Linked DNA regions of Mus musculus: region 2 is linked to region 1. The links are chromatin contacts, called in public promoter capture Hi-C maps. All regions are on one chromosome and are shown on one strand. The core of a region is the stretch at or near the end of the contact, and the rest is flanking DNA. Distances in the headings are between cores, read along the strand shown. Region 1 has its middle 23 kb from the start of Gm32603. Region 2 holds the start of Disp3 (dispatched RND transporter family member 3).

Region 1 (5,585 bases), core at 2,903-5,402:
AGGCAGCTAAGATGAGGGTCTTAAAGCCCACTCCCACAGTGACACACCTACTCCAACAAGGCCACACCTACTCCAACAAGGCCACACCCACTCCAACAAGGCCACACCCACTCCAACAAGGCCACACCCACTCCAACAAGGCCACACCTTCTAATAGTACCACACCCTGGGCTGAGCATATACAAACCATCACAAGGAGATTAAGCCTGAAAACCTAGGCTTCAGGCAGCTAATCAGAAACTACCACACCACCTGACCTTAAGCAAGGACAATGGGTCAGCAGTTTCCAGCCAGCCCCCATGCCCCGGTAATGGAAAGTCCTTAGAGACAGAGTAAGACAAAGCCCACCTACCCCAGAATTCCCCTAGTGTGCTTTAAATTGGGCCTTTGGGACTGGAGAGATGGCTCAGCAGTTAAGAGCACTGAGTGCTCTTCCAAAGGTCCTGAGTTCAAATCCCAGCAACCACATGGTGGCTTACAACCATCCATAATGAGATCTGATGCCCTCTTCTGGTGTGTCTGAAGACAGCTGCAGTGTGCTTACATATAATAATAAATAAATCTAAAAAAAAAACCTTTTAAATTGGATCTTTGAGCTCACTTTTGGGTCTCTATCTCGGTAATGGGAGGCCCCAGCATGCTGGACTTCTGCAGGATAAAACATTTTTCGCATTTACATACTATATGAGTCCAGGGTATCATTAACCCTTACATTTCCTCACCTATGAAGCAGGGAGGGTGACAGCATTTCCTGGGTCTCCTCCTGAGGACAAGAGGCTTTGGATCATACAAGGAGGGCAGGCGTTCAGCTCACCGCTGTCACTGATCTGCACTGGACACAGGGCAAGGCTGTGGAGGCTGAGTCCCTGGCGGGTAATGTTCTCACTGTCTGACTTCCTTGTGCCTCGGTTTCTCAACTTCTGAAAGGAGAATTGTGCGGTGCCCAGCATGTGAAGCACTGTAATAAGCCACAGTGACCGTGGCATCGTATCTTGGAGGGTTGGCTAGCTTGGATATGTCAATGTTGTGTCTGGGGGTGGGGCTAGAATGGTCACTGGACTCTCCTGGTGCCCAATGGGATTGACAGACAAAAGGCGGACCCCTGGGTGGAAGACTTGAAGGTCCACATTCTATCTCCAGTGAAACCACAGGTTTTTTTGATTGTGTCCTTGTAGGAGACACATATTGGCCTTTGAGTCTCTGCCCATGCCAAGGCCTGGCTGGGACTTCTGTTATCTAAGCTTCAGCTCCGAATCTATGAAGCACAACGATAAGTCTATGTTGCTGGTGTGCCAGAGGTTTACAAGGGAGGCTAGAGATGATAGTGACTCCAGCAGAGCCAGCTACGCCGCTGGAGAGACTTACAGAGACACGAACCCAAGTTTGTTCCTTAACTCTGTCATTCATTGACTAGGTGACTCCAGGCAATAGCCTCAACTTCCTCGAGTCCCAGGCAAAAATATGGTTTGAAAGTTTATATTAGTCTGGGTTTGACATGAGACTCTGTATGCCAAGTGTCCAGTGGAAGGATGAAGTGACCAGAAGGAGTGCACCATAGGGCAGGAGCCATCAGGATTGATGCTCCCTCCCTCCTCCCCTCCCTCCTCCCTTCCCTCCTCTGTCCTCCTCCCCCTCCTCCTAACCTGTGATCTGTGTGGTTCTCTGTTTGCCTCCTTGCTTGATGCACAGTCACACAGACCCACAGTGACATGGGAGGGAGTTTCTTTTCCTTTCATCTGTACTTTTTGCCTCCTGGTCCCTGGTGCTGCACATAGTCCCCCCTTTTTCTGTGATGTTCGCCATTCTAATTAAGTGGAAAAGGCTTTTTACTCCATACAATTCTCCAGTTATGAATAATGATACTGGCTCATAAATGAAAATCGCTTTTCTATTTAAATTCTCTGTGTAATTTTTTTTTTTCTGATTTAAAAAAAAAAAAAAGGAATTAGGAGCCCAGAGCTCTTGGGTCATTTGCAAGTTATTCATTTTAAGCAGAGCCCTTAGCTAGCTCATTAATGGTGAGAGTGGGGCCCCAGTTAAACGCAAGGGTGTTAATTACCTTGTGGGCTTCCATGGGAATAGATTGCTGGCTCCTAGGTTAGTAAAAGTTTGGTAGGGAAACACAATTCTGTTCTAGAATCCATGAGGAAGGGAGCCTGGCTCAAAGAGATCTTATGAAGACATATGTGGGGTCCCAAGATTTACTCCTGAGGCCAACTTCCCAGAACCTGAGGATTCTGGAATGAGGTGAGGGGGCAGGTTATAGGCCTGAGTGAGGGGCCACAAGGAAATGGTCAGTGTGTGTAATGAGGAATGTGCTAATGGTCAGAGTGTATGACGAGGAATGTGCTAATGGGCAGTGTGCATAACCAGGAATGTGCTAATGGGCAGTGTGCATAATGAGGAATGTGCTAATGGTCAGAGTGTATGATGAAGAATGTGCTAATTGTCTGAGAAATGTGCTTAAATTCTCAGACTTGGTCATTCCATGTCTATAGTCTGTGGCTATGTCCAGCTATGAGTATGTGAACAGCTCAAATTGGACTTGTTGGGTTATTTAAAAGGGGGGAGGGGAGGCTACTGGAGAGATGGCTCAACAGTTAAGAGCACTGGCTGCTCTTGCTGATCACCTGGGTTCAGTTCCCAGCACCCATGCGGTGGCTCACAACCAACCATAACTCCAGTTCCAGGGAAGTTGGTGCCTTCTCTGGCCTCTTTGGGCACCACACACACATGTGGTGCACAGACATACATGCAAGCAAAATTCTCATACATATAAAATTAAGAATATTTTTTTTTAAAAGGGCTGGAGAGATGGGTCAGATGTTATGAGTATTTGCTGCTTTTGCGGAGGATCTAGGTTATATTTCCAGCACCCACATGGTGGCTGGCAACTGTTTATAACTCTAGTGGTGATGATCTGACACTCTCTCCAGCCTCTGTGGGCACCAGGCATTCATGTGGTATACACATGCACATGCATGCACACATATACATAAAGGAAAAATAAATAGCTTTTTAAAAAGATTTATTTATTTATTTCACAAATATGAGTGCACTATCTTTATGCACACCAGAAGAGGGCACCAGATCTCATTACAGATGGTTGTGAGCCACTATGTGGTTGCTGGGAATTGAACTCAGGACCTCTGGAAGACCAGTCAATGCTCTTAACTGCTGAGACATCTCTTCAGCCCCCAATAATAACTCGTAATAGAAAAAGACACAAAGTTGAAAGTAGGGGTGGGGTGGGGAAAGGGAGGGAGGGTCCAGGGGTTAGGAAGAGGAGTGGGTGTGAAAGTGATAAGAATACATTGTATTCTGTATGAAACTCTCAAAGATTGATAAACATTAAATAAAGCAGAAGGGGTATAGATAAAGACACCCATGTTGACCTCTAGTTTCTACACACCTTCATACACACATACACATGGGCACACATAAACACAAGAAAGCCAGATACAAGGCTTTCTTCACACCTCTTGACTTTGGCCTCCATTGACAGACGATAGTTGGGTGGAGGAGGGTTGGCTGGACGGTGGCAGATTTTGTGGTGAATCCAGCGTTTCTAACCACCTCCGCCATCCTCCGTCTCTGCCGTATCGATGCACAGCCTACTCTATTATTTATTTACAGCTTTTATTTTCATTGACTTATTTTTTTTAAAAACTGAAATTTAGTTTAAAGGGGAACTTTATATTTCAGCAGTAAAAGGGAAACTGGCACCCCAGTCATAAATTCAAAGACGCATAAAAATGAATACGTGACTATTAAAATAAATAATGTCCATTCCTGTGTCCTCTCTGAAAGCGACTCCCACACAGCACAGGCTGCATCCACTGTGCCTTGGAGATCCCAGCATGCAGGAGAGAGAGCACTGCTTGCCCTTGTGGTCTGGCAGCGAGCAGGGGACAGGTGACCCGCCCAGGGACCTGACTCTCTACGGAGAAGGTGTACTGAAGCCAAGAAGCTGCAGGGGCAAAGGAAGACCTGGGGAATTTCCTGGCATTTTGGACTTCTGGGAGTACCATGCAAATGATATGCAAATCACACATATGTAAATTCCACACTAGCCAGTCTGAGGTGCTCTGGGGATAGGCGCTCAGCGGTGTGGTCAGAGCTACTAGCCTGACTTTTCCTCCTGGGGCCAAGGATTTACAGTAAGAGCCAGAGGGCTGTGCAGGGAGCTCGGGTCTGGGAGCCTGGATGGAAACCGCTAAGCACTGCTGCTACTCAACCACGTGACCTTGAACGGCTCCTGTAGCCTCCCTGGATCTCAGCTTTTTTTTTTTTTTCCCCTACAGGTAAAAAGGCCAAGAAAGCAGCCATCTAGCGATTCAAGTTTGTGGGCCATGGTGCTCCAAGCTGTAGGTCAACATTCCCCGGATATTTGGATGAGATTAGCATCCAACTCCACTGACAGTAGAGAAGGTGCCCGCTGTTATTAGTAGAAGCCATGCATACCTCCCGCCGCCATCTTAGGGACTGAGACCCACTGGTTATTTTATCTGTAGATATTTCAGTATCATCTGGGCAGATAAGGGCGTCCTCCTACCTAAGAAATAAACTTTAAGTCAGGCAGTCGTAGGGTCCTGGGTATCAAATTCAGAGGCTACCATAGTGTTCACTCTACGAAATGGAGGTCTAAGTGCTGGGCCTAGAGATCAGGGAGGGAGGCAGAAGCAGCAGCAGGCCCCTGGGCAGGGTGGCAGAGCTGACCCAGGGTACCATCTTTCAGGCCCAGCTTTTTATCCTTCTTAAAATGCAAATCCCAGGACAGCTGACAAGTTTCAGCTTCTCATTTTTCTGCGATGTGGAGGATTTGAGGCCCGGCAAGCTGACATGGGAGACTTAGATTCGCTCCATCACTTCTCCCTTCATCCCCTGTGATGTGTAGCTGTTGTGGGAGGCAAGCCTGGGCTTAGGTCCCAACCCTTGCCCACTGTAGGCAGCCTCTGTCCTGAAGGTACTACCACCCCCACCTCATTCCCTCAGAGCTGTCTCTTCCTCCAGCAAGCCTTCCCTAACATCCAGCCCCTGTTCAAGGAGGTGACCCACCATGTGCATTGTGTATGTGTGCCATTTCTAGGTCCACTCTTCTGCAACTTCCCCATTTCTGGACCCACTCCCCTGCAATGGCTGCACTGGTCTGGTGTGACTAACACAGGCAGAAGGTCAGGTCTGTGCGGCACCTGCCTGTGGTGAATGGTGCAGGAATGGAGAAAAAAAATCCTGGTTCCCATTCACTCTGCAGCTGGGCCTCAGTGAGGGCAGCTGGGCAGTGGAGGCAGAGCTCGGGGAAGAGAAGGCAGGCACTTGCCTGCTGAAGTCCTTGCAGTTCCTGACTGTGACAGTGTGGACAGGGATATTTCCTCCTGGGACTGAGAGTCCTGTGGGCAATAAAGTGCTTGCTTTTTTGCCCAGAGGCTGAGGCCTTGAGTTCAGGTCTCTTTAGTAGCCAGGAGAGTAGAACAAGGTTGAGGAATGGAGGTGTGTGTGTGTGTGTGTGTGTGTGTGTTTGTGTGTGTGTGTGTGTATGTGTGTGTATGAGTGTGTGTGTATATGTGTGTGTATGTGTGTGTGTG
Region 2 (6,391 bases), core at 956-3,455, 95 kb after region 1:
TTTCCAGGGTTTTAAGGATAACAACAAGAGAGTGTCAGAGGGCAAGCTGGGCTATGGGTCTGGATCCTTCAAAGCGACAGCTCTGGGCGGGGGGGGGGGGGGAGGCTGAAGGGGCAGTGATGATGAGGCTCCCTGTGACCCCAGTACTATCTCTCGATCTCCAGGTTCTGAGGCCCCCTGAGACACTTTCCTGAGGCTCTGGCCCTGGAAAATTTCCCAAGATTGTCAGTAAAAGCTGCCGAAGCTATTGGGCAGAGAGAGGCAAATATTCAGAGAGGCAGGATCGGGTGGATGGAAACTGCAGATGAGGAAGCAAACCAGAGTCGATGGTGCCCCAAGGGCCAGTGGTGCCAACATGGGTGTCAGAGCACAGACTCCAGCAAAGGAAAGTCAGGAAAAGGAACGAAGGCGGCCAGAAAGGATGATGGACGGGAAAGAGCAAAGGGTGTGCATTTGAAAGATAACCCTGGGAAGGAGAACAGCCAGCAAAGAGCACTAGCAAAGATTGCAGACCCTGGAGGCAGAAGATATGCCAGGAAGAGGTCTGAGTGGTCATGGGGGCGAAGAGTCTGAAATGGACACTGAGCTTCAAACCAAGACTGTAAGGCGCCTGCCTGCCTGCCTGCCTGCCTGGCTGGGCTGCTGCCCGGAGCTTCCCTTGAGCCTAACAGCTGCTTCTCTCCTTTTGGCAGATACTCTGATTCGGGGAGGTCTGCAGTAGAAGAGGAGGGGGCTGATTGAGCCTGTGTGTTTGTGTGTGTGCACGCCAGTGTCTGTGACCCACACAGCCTGAGCTCCTGCATGTCATGAGGTATCAGCGAGGGTCCTAGGCAGTGGTCTCTGGTGTCCGGTTTATTTTAGCATCCTCCAGCGAGAGCGTGAAGAGGGATGAGTCCTGGCCCACAAACTGGGGCTTGTGGGAAGATTAGGCTTGTCCACGTGGGAGTGAATCCTGGGTCTCTGTGTGCATTGTGTGCGCCTACGAGCCACGATGGGAATATATTTATCAGAAAGGAGTGTGGATTTGTGCGTGGAGTGTTCACGAGTGCTCTATACATAGTGTGTGTGTGTACTTCATTTGTGTGTGGAGCTTGGGGCTGGTGGGTTCAGTGCGCTGTCCGAGGTACTGACCGAGAGTGCAACCAGACTAGCACCCGCACCCAGACTCAGGAAGCATCCCTGTACCAGACAGAGATCCAACAGAGGAAGCCTCCGGGGAGGCGTCTCCTAGGAGAGTTGGGAAAAGTCCTCCCAGCGGCAGGGCTAGCTCTCGGGACTCGCCGCCACTCGTGCTGGTCATCTTTTCCTGACTGTGCTCCACGGCTACTCAGATGCCACCCCATCACAGTCCTTATGGATGTTCTGGGTCGACCCAGGGACCCTCTAGCGCTCCACTTCCATCGCCTGCCTGAGCTTCAGAGGTCCTGGCTGGCACGCAGCGGCACCTGCAGCGGGTTCACCGCAGCCCAAGACTCAAAGAAGGTCCCACCAAGCGCGTGAGTGCGCTCAAGTAGGGGGCAGCTACAGGGGCCATCGTTACCTTTTCCTGTTCCCTCCCTCCTCTGAAGTCCCGGCGGACAGCCGGATTTGGGATGGCTTCAGGCTGACGCTCAACTTTTATGAACCCAGACAGACACCTACCGAGACGAGCAGGGGTATGGAGATAGGGAGCCAGGATGATTCTGGACATTAAACACGCTCCCGCAGACCGAAGCTGCAGCCCGTCCCCAGCGTGTTGGTGCAAGCTTCGGGGGCGCAGGGACAAGCTCTGAGATCTGAACTCTGTCCCATTAGCCGGCTTTCTCAGGGCGTTGAGGCCGGGGGTGGCCTGAGAGCGAGAGAACTTCCCGCACTCCCCCCTCTCCCCGCCCCCAGACCGGGCGCATGTGGCACGTTAGACCCTTCCCCTCTCCAGAGTAGCGCATCCCCAGTCCCGATGGCGCCCAGGGGCAGTCTCACTCACCTCGCTGGCTGAGCCGAGCTAGGCTGATACACGGGTGCCGCAGGGGTTAAGGGGCTTCGGCCACCCCGCGGCGAACACTTGTCCCTTGAGGGTAATTTCAGGAGGAAAGGTCCTCAGAGCTGTAGGAGGCCAGCGGCCCCCAAGCTCCGCTCGCTGGCGAGCAGACCGCCGCCAGGTCCGTGACAACTACGTCCCCAGCGCGCACGCGAAGCACTCGCCGCCGCCGCCGCCGCCGCCGCCGCCGCCGCCTTTTATCTGCTGCCCGCCTTTGTTTGGGTCCCGGTTCCTACCACGGGGTGCGGGGGTGTCCCGGGCAGCCTTTAGAGTCGCGCCTCCCCCCGTCCACTGGCGCCTCCAGCATCAGCGCCTGCGGGCTCTGCGTCACCGTCCGGCTTAGGCTTGCTCTCCGCCGCGCGCTGCTGTCTCCCGATTCCGCCGCCAGGCGCCGCCCTGGCTGCCGCTCCCCCTGCGGGAGCCGCGTGGTGGTACAGCCAGCTTCCCGTGTTGGCGAGCAGGGACTGAGCACAGCGCAGCGACCCCTGGGGGTCAGTCTTAGTCTCTGCAAACGGACCTGGCCATGCCCCCTACTGGCCCCCGAGGTTTCTGGGCACCCAGGCCTTTCCCAGGCGTGCGCTCCTGCTGGCTTCTCTCAGCCCCATCTGCCCAGCCTTGGCACCTCACCAGCCTGCTGGACACTCGAGGGCATCCCCGGGTGCCCTCCGGAGGTGGTTGCCAAGCCCAGGCGCCTGGCACCATCTCTTCCTCCCTCCTCTATTCACCTCTCTGGCAGCAGAGCCCAGAGCTCTGCCAGCCCCTGGGACCAGGCACTCGTCCAGTAACAGCAGAAGGTCCGCCTGACACCCCCTGCTGAAAAGATACCCAAAGAAGAAAGAGCCTAGAAACCAAGGCTATCCCTGGTTTCATTTCTCTTTCAGTGCTCCAAAGACATTGGCCTTGATGTCACCCAAGGAGAGCCAAGGGAACCCTCAAAAGGACCTGGCGCCAGCCTCCCGCTGCAGGAGGGACATCACTGCCGGCTGAGAGGCCACCCAGATGATTATGACACGGACCAGGAAGATAAGCATGTAAGCCACAATCTTGGCCTTCAAGAAGTCCCCATTCTATACAAGAGAATGCAGGATCATTATGAAATAAAAATACCGAAAGCCCCTAGCTCTTTGCTGTGTAGCCCATGCCCCCATCTATATTTTTGAAAGAGGAAACCTAGGGGCCTGGGAAATGGCTTAGCAGGTGTTTGCTGCCAAGCCTGACAACCGGAGTTCAGTCTCCAGGGCAAACTCACTTCTGCGAGCTGTCTTCTGACTTCCACTCGTGCCCTGTGGTACACATGCACATCCCCTCCAAACACACATGCCATACATACATACATACGTACATACATACATACATACATACATAGTTTTAATTAAGAGGGCAGTTTGGGAGTTCTCTGAACCCCTCTCACTTTGGGGTTCTACAGGAAAATCCTGTACCACCCGTCCAGCTTTCTCAAACACAGTCCCTGGGGACTGCATTCACTGGCTGGCGGTCAGGTGGACATTTAGCTACTTATGACCCTGGATGCCCCGGAACTCATCTGTGCAGATGCAAATGACCAGAGCCAATGTTTCTACCCAGGTGTTCTCGTCCCTGCACCACATACTCAGAAATGGTTTTTCAGGGGACCCACTGGCCAGCCATCAAGCCTGTCAGAAGATCTGCAGTGAATTCATGCCATCCTGAAGACATTAGGGTTATGAAATGCTCCTGGCAGGAAGGATCCAAGAAAGGGGAGAGAGAGAGAGAGAGAGAGAGAGAGAGAGAGAGAGAGAGAGAGAGAGAGAGAGAGAGTATGAATAGATAGATAGATAGATAGATAGATAGATAGATAGATAGATAGATAGATAGATAGATAGATACTAAGACCTAGAATGGCGGGTGTGTATATTACTGCCACAGGAGCAGAAGCCCAAAGTGGTACTCTAGATAAAACAGCCCCGAAGTGCCTTGCAAATGTCCAGCTCCACCCAACATATCCCAGGGGAAGGCAGAGAAAGAGGAGCCACGGGGGAGGGTGGGAGGAAGGAGAACCAGGGTAATATTTGTTTCTAAGGGAGCAGTGGGAGACACAAAGTGTTCCCAAGCCCAGCTGAGAGCAGAGGCTGCTTTTCTTGGTGAATGGCTCAGTTCTTCTCAGTTTGTTTCAAGGAGCCTCCTTAAAGATTCCCCCCAAAGTCCCTGTGCTGTTCCCTGCAGTTTGACAGAATCACAGGACACCCCATTTGTGTTCCTAGGGTGCTGTGCCTCCCACCAACTCTTGCTTGTTGATATGACCTCCATTCTCCCGGGAACTACATTTAGTAGATTTGATATGGGTCCTGATTACACTCTCCCTGCTTTCATTCGAGTCATTTCTCCCCTCTCTAGACCTTCAGGTAATCTCCAGAGGGCCACTTCTAGTTTTGCCTTTGGTAAGGGACCTTCTTCAAAGGGAATGTACAGAAGCAGGGGACCTGACCATGGACTCTGTGTGTGTGTGTGTGTGTGTGTGTGTGTGTGTGTGTGTGTTGCAGAGTGATGTTCAGAAATTCTGAAAGGATCTGATTTTCCCAGGCCATCAGCAGGGTTTTAAAATGCAAATAGAACCAACCAGGCCTTTGAAATATGTCTGCTGTAAAGGAGAGCCTGTTGTGGCAGTGGAACAGGTCAAAGTGTGGAAAGCGGTGAGAATCCTTCTCTAGGGCTGATCTCAGCTTTTTCTCTCCTTGTCTAATCCCCTTATATGAAATTATTGTCCCAGCTCAGGCACTCCCCTGAACATTCCCCTACACCCCTCACCTCCAGAAGCTCCCCAGAGGTGACTCCAGTGGCCCTGTGATGGGCCCAGCTGTGAGGTGGCAGAGAATGTAGTTCCCCATTGTCCTCTCTGGCTCTGTAGTTCCCTCTGCCAGAAGTATTTCCTGGGTCTGATTTAAATGCCTCTTAGTGCCCAGGGGCTATTTCTCGAAAACTCTGTCTTCCTGACTAAATGAAAAGTCTTCTTTTGAAAGGGATGGGAGCCATAAAGGGCCACTTTGTCCCCGGCTCTCTTCCTTTAATGCTCCTCTGTCTGGTCTGCAGCTATGCACAAGCAGGACCTCAGAGCTAAGCCTCCCAGTCCACTCCTTACAAGCTGCGGTGTGCCCTTGGGGAAGGAAGTCACTTCCCCTTGCTGAGGCCCCACCTCCCCTCTTATTTATAAAATGGAGCCTGTGAAAGTACCTGCCTCCCAGCATTAGCCATCAAGGTTTACCAGATAAGAACATCTCTATGAAAAAGCAGCACTTAGCACATTGCGTAGCTGTGGATTTGGGTAAACATCAGGGTCTTCTTCAAACTCCTACTAAAAAAAGAGCCAGGGTACCAGTTTCTCCTGTTTTTTTGCTCCATCGGTGAGAAAGATTGTGCACAAATCAGGTTACTTCACCAGATGGCTAAGCAGCTGAGGGTTAAGCATATGGGGAGGGTTGGGAGTGTTTATCTTTAAAAATATGGGACATTAACATGTTGTCCCAGCATGGTGGAAGGGAATAAATACCTTTGGAAGTAGTTCATTTTTTTTTTTTTTAATCTGCAAACACTGTGACTTTGGGGAAATCTGGGGTTGGTTTGTGTGCATGTGTGTTGCATTAACTGTGTGAACTTGGGCTCGTTAGCTTGCTTCACCTGACACTCAATTTACCCATCTGCAAGATGGGATTAATGAGGAGCTCTGCCTTCTCTACACTTGCAGCAAGTTTTATGACAGATTAGGATGTGTTTCTAGGCAACTGTTCGATAGTCTCTTGTGCAGAGTTTAATTTGATGCAGTCAGAAAGATAAATAATAGAATGATTGGTTGTGTTTTAGCAGTTGTGAAATTAGTTAGGAAAGAGCTTGGTAAACTCACCTGAGTTTGCTTAAATTGTCCTCTTGAGGTCACACAAGTTAGTGGGGGAACTTGGGTTGAATTCCAGGCCTTCTGGGGTCCAGGTTTGCACTTCCCCTGAAATCTGCTCTTTCCTCTGCCTGGCCTGCTCTTCCCTAAAGCTCCAGTTGGGAGTCTGAGCTTACAGAACTCCCCTAAGGAGAGAGTGGCTGAACTTATCATTTAGGAGAAGAAAGAAGTTTGGGGGGAGACGACAAAGCCAGCTCCAGTCTGGGTTGCTTTGTACAGGGCTGGGGGGGGGGTGGCACATGGGCAGCACTGCCTTTCTTCCCCAGCGTTCTGCAAGCAGCCGGGCCTCGCATTCCTTTCCCAGCCTCACTTGCCTTCTCCAAGGAAGCAGGCAGCCTGCGCCAGAGTGAATACAATCCAAGTTATTAATTGCCTGCAACAATTAGCCTCAGCACTGGGCCTGCAGACGCTCAGTCTCTGAAAGAGGGAGCCAATTACAGCTCTATCAATAT

The links. Promoter capture Hi-C pulls out the DNA fragments that hold promoters and counts their contacts.
Region 2: a contact with region 1 is called in a promoter capture Hi-C map of embryonic stem cells, with 4 times the contacts expected there. The contact joins the promoter of Disp3 here to the enhancer-like site in region 1. A contact is called at or near these places in 1 of 39 promoter capture datasets (embryonic stem cells), 5 of 484 Hi-C or Micro-C datasets (cerebellum, embryonic stem cells, lens fibers and 2 more), 9 of 115 datasets of contacts at active chromatin or transcription factors (embryonic basal ganglia, embryonic forebrain, embryonic hindbrain and 5 more) and 1 of 9 other capture datasets (adipose tissue).

The regions. Positions count from the first base shown.
Region 1 is chr4:148,188,754-148,194,338 of GRCm38.p6, forward strand. No RefSeq gene overlaps it. Among named protein-coding and RNA genes, the nearest start is that of Gm32603, 23 kb to the right of the region's middle. Within about 2 kb of position 4,153, at least 20 of the 459 cell types and tissues checked have an H3K27ac peak or open chromatin away from gene starts, as enhancers often do. A contact at or near this core is called in embryonic stem cells and trophoblast stem cells, where this site is marked.
Region 2 is chr4:148,285,760-148,292,150 of GRCm38.p6, forward strand. It overlaps Disp3 (dispatched RND transporter family member 3), which reads right to left and starts at 2,206. Exons shown (of 21, transcript NM_001083342.1): 1 at 1,964-2,206.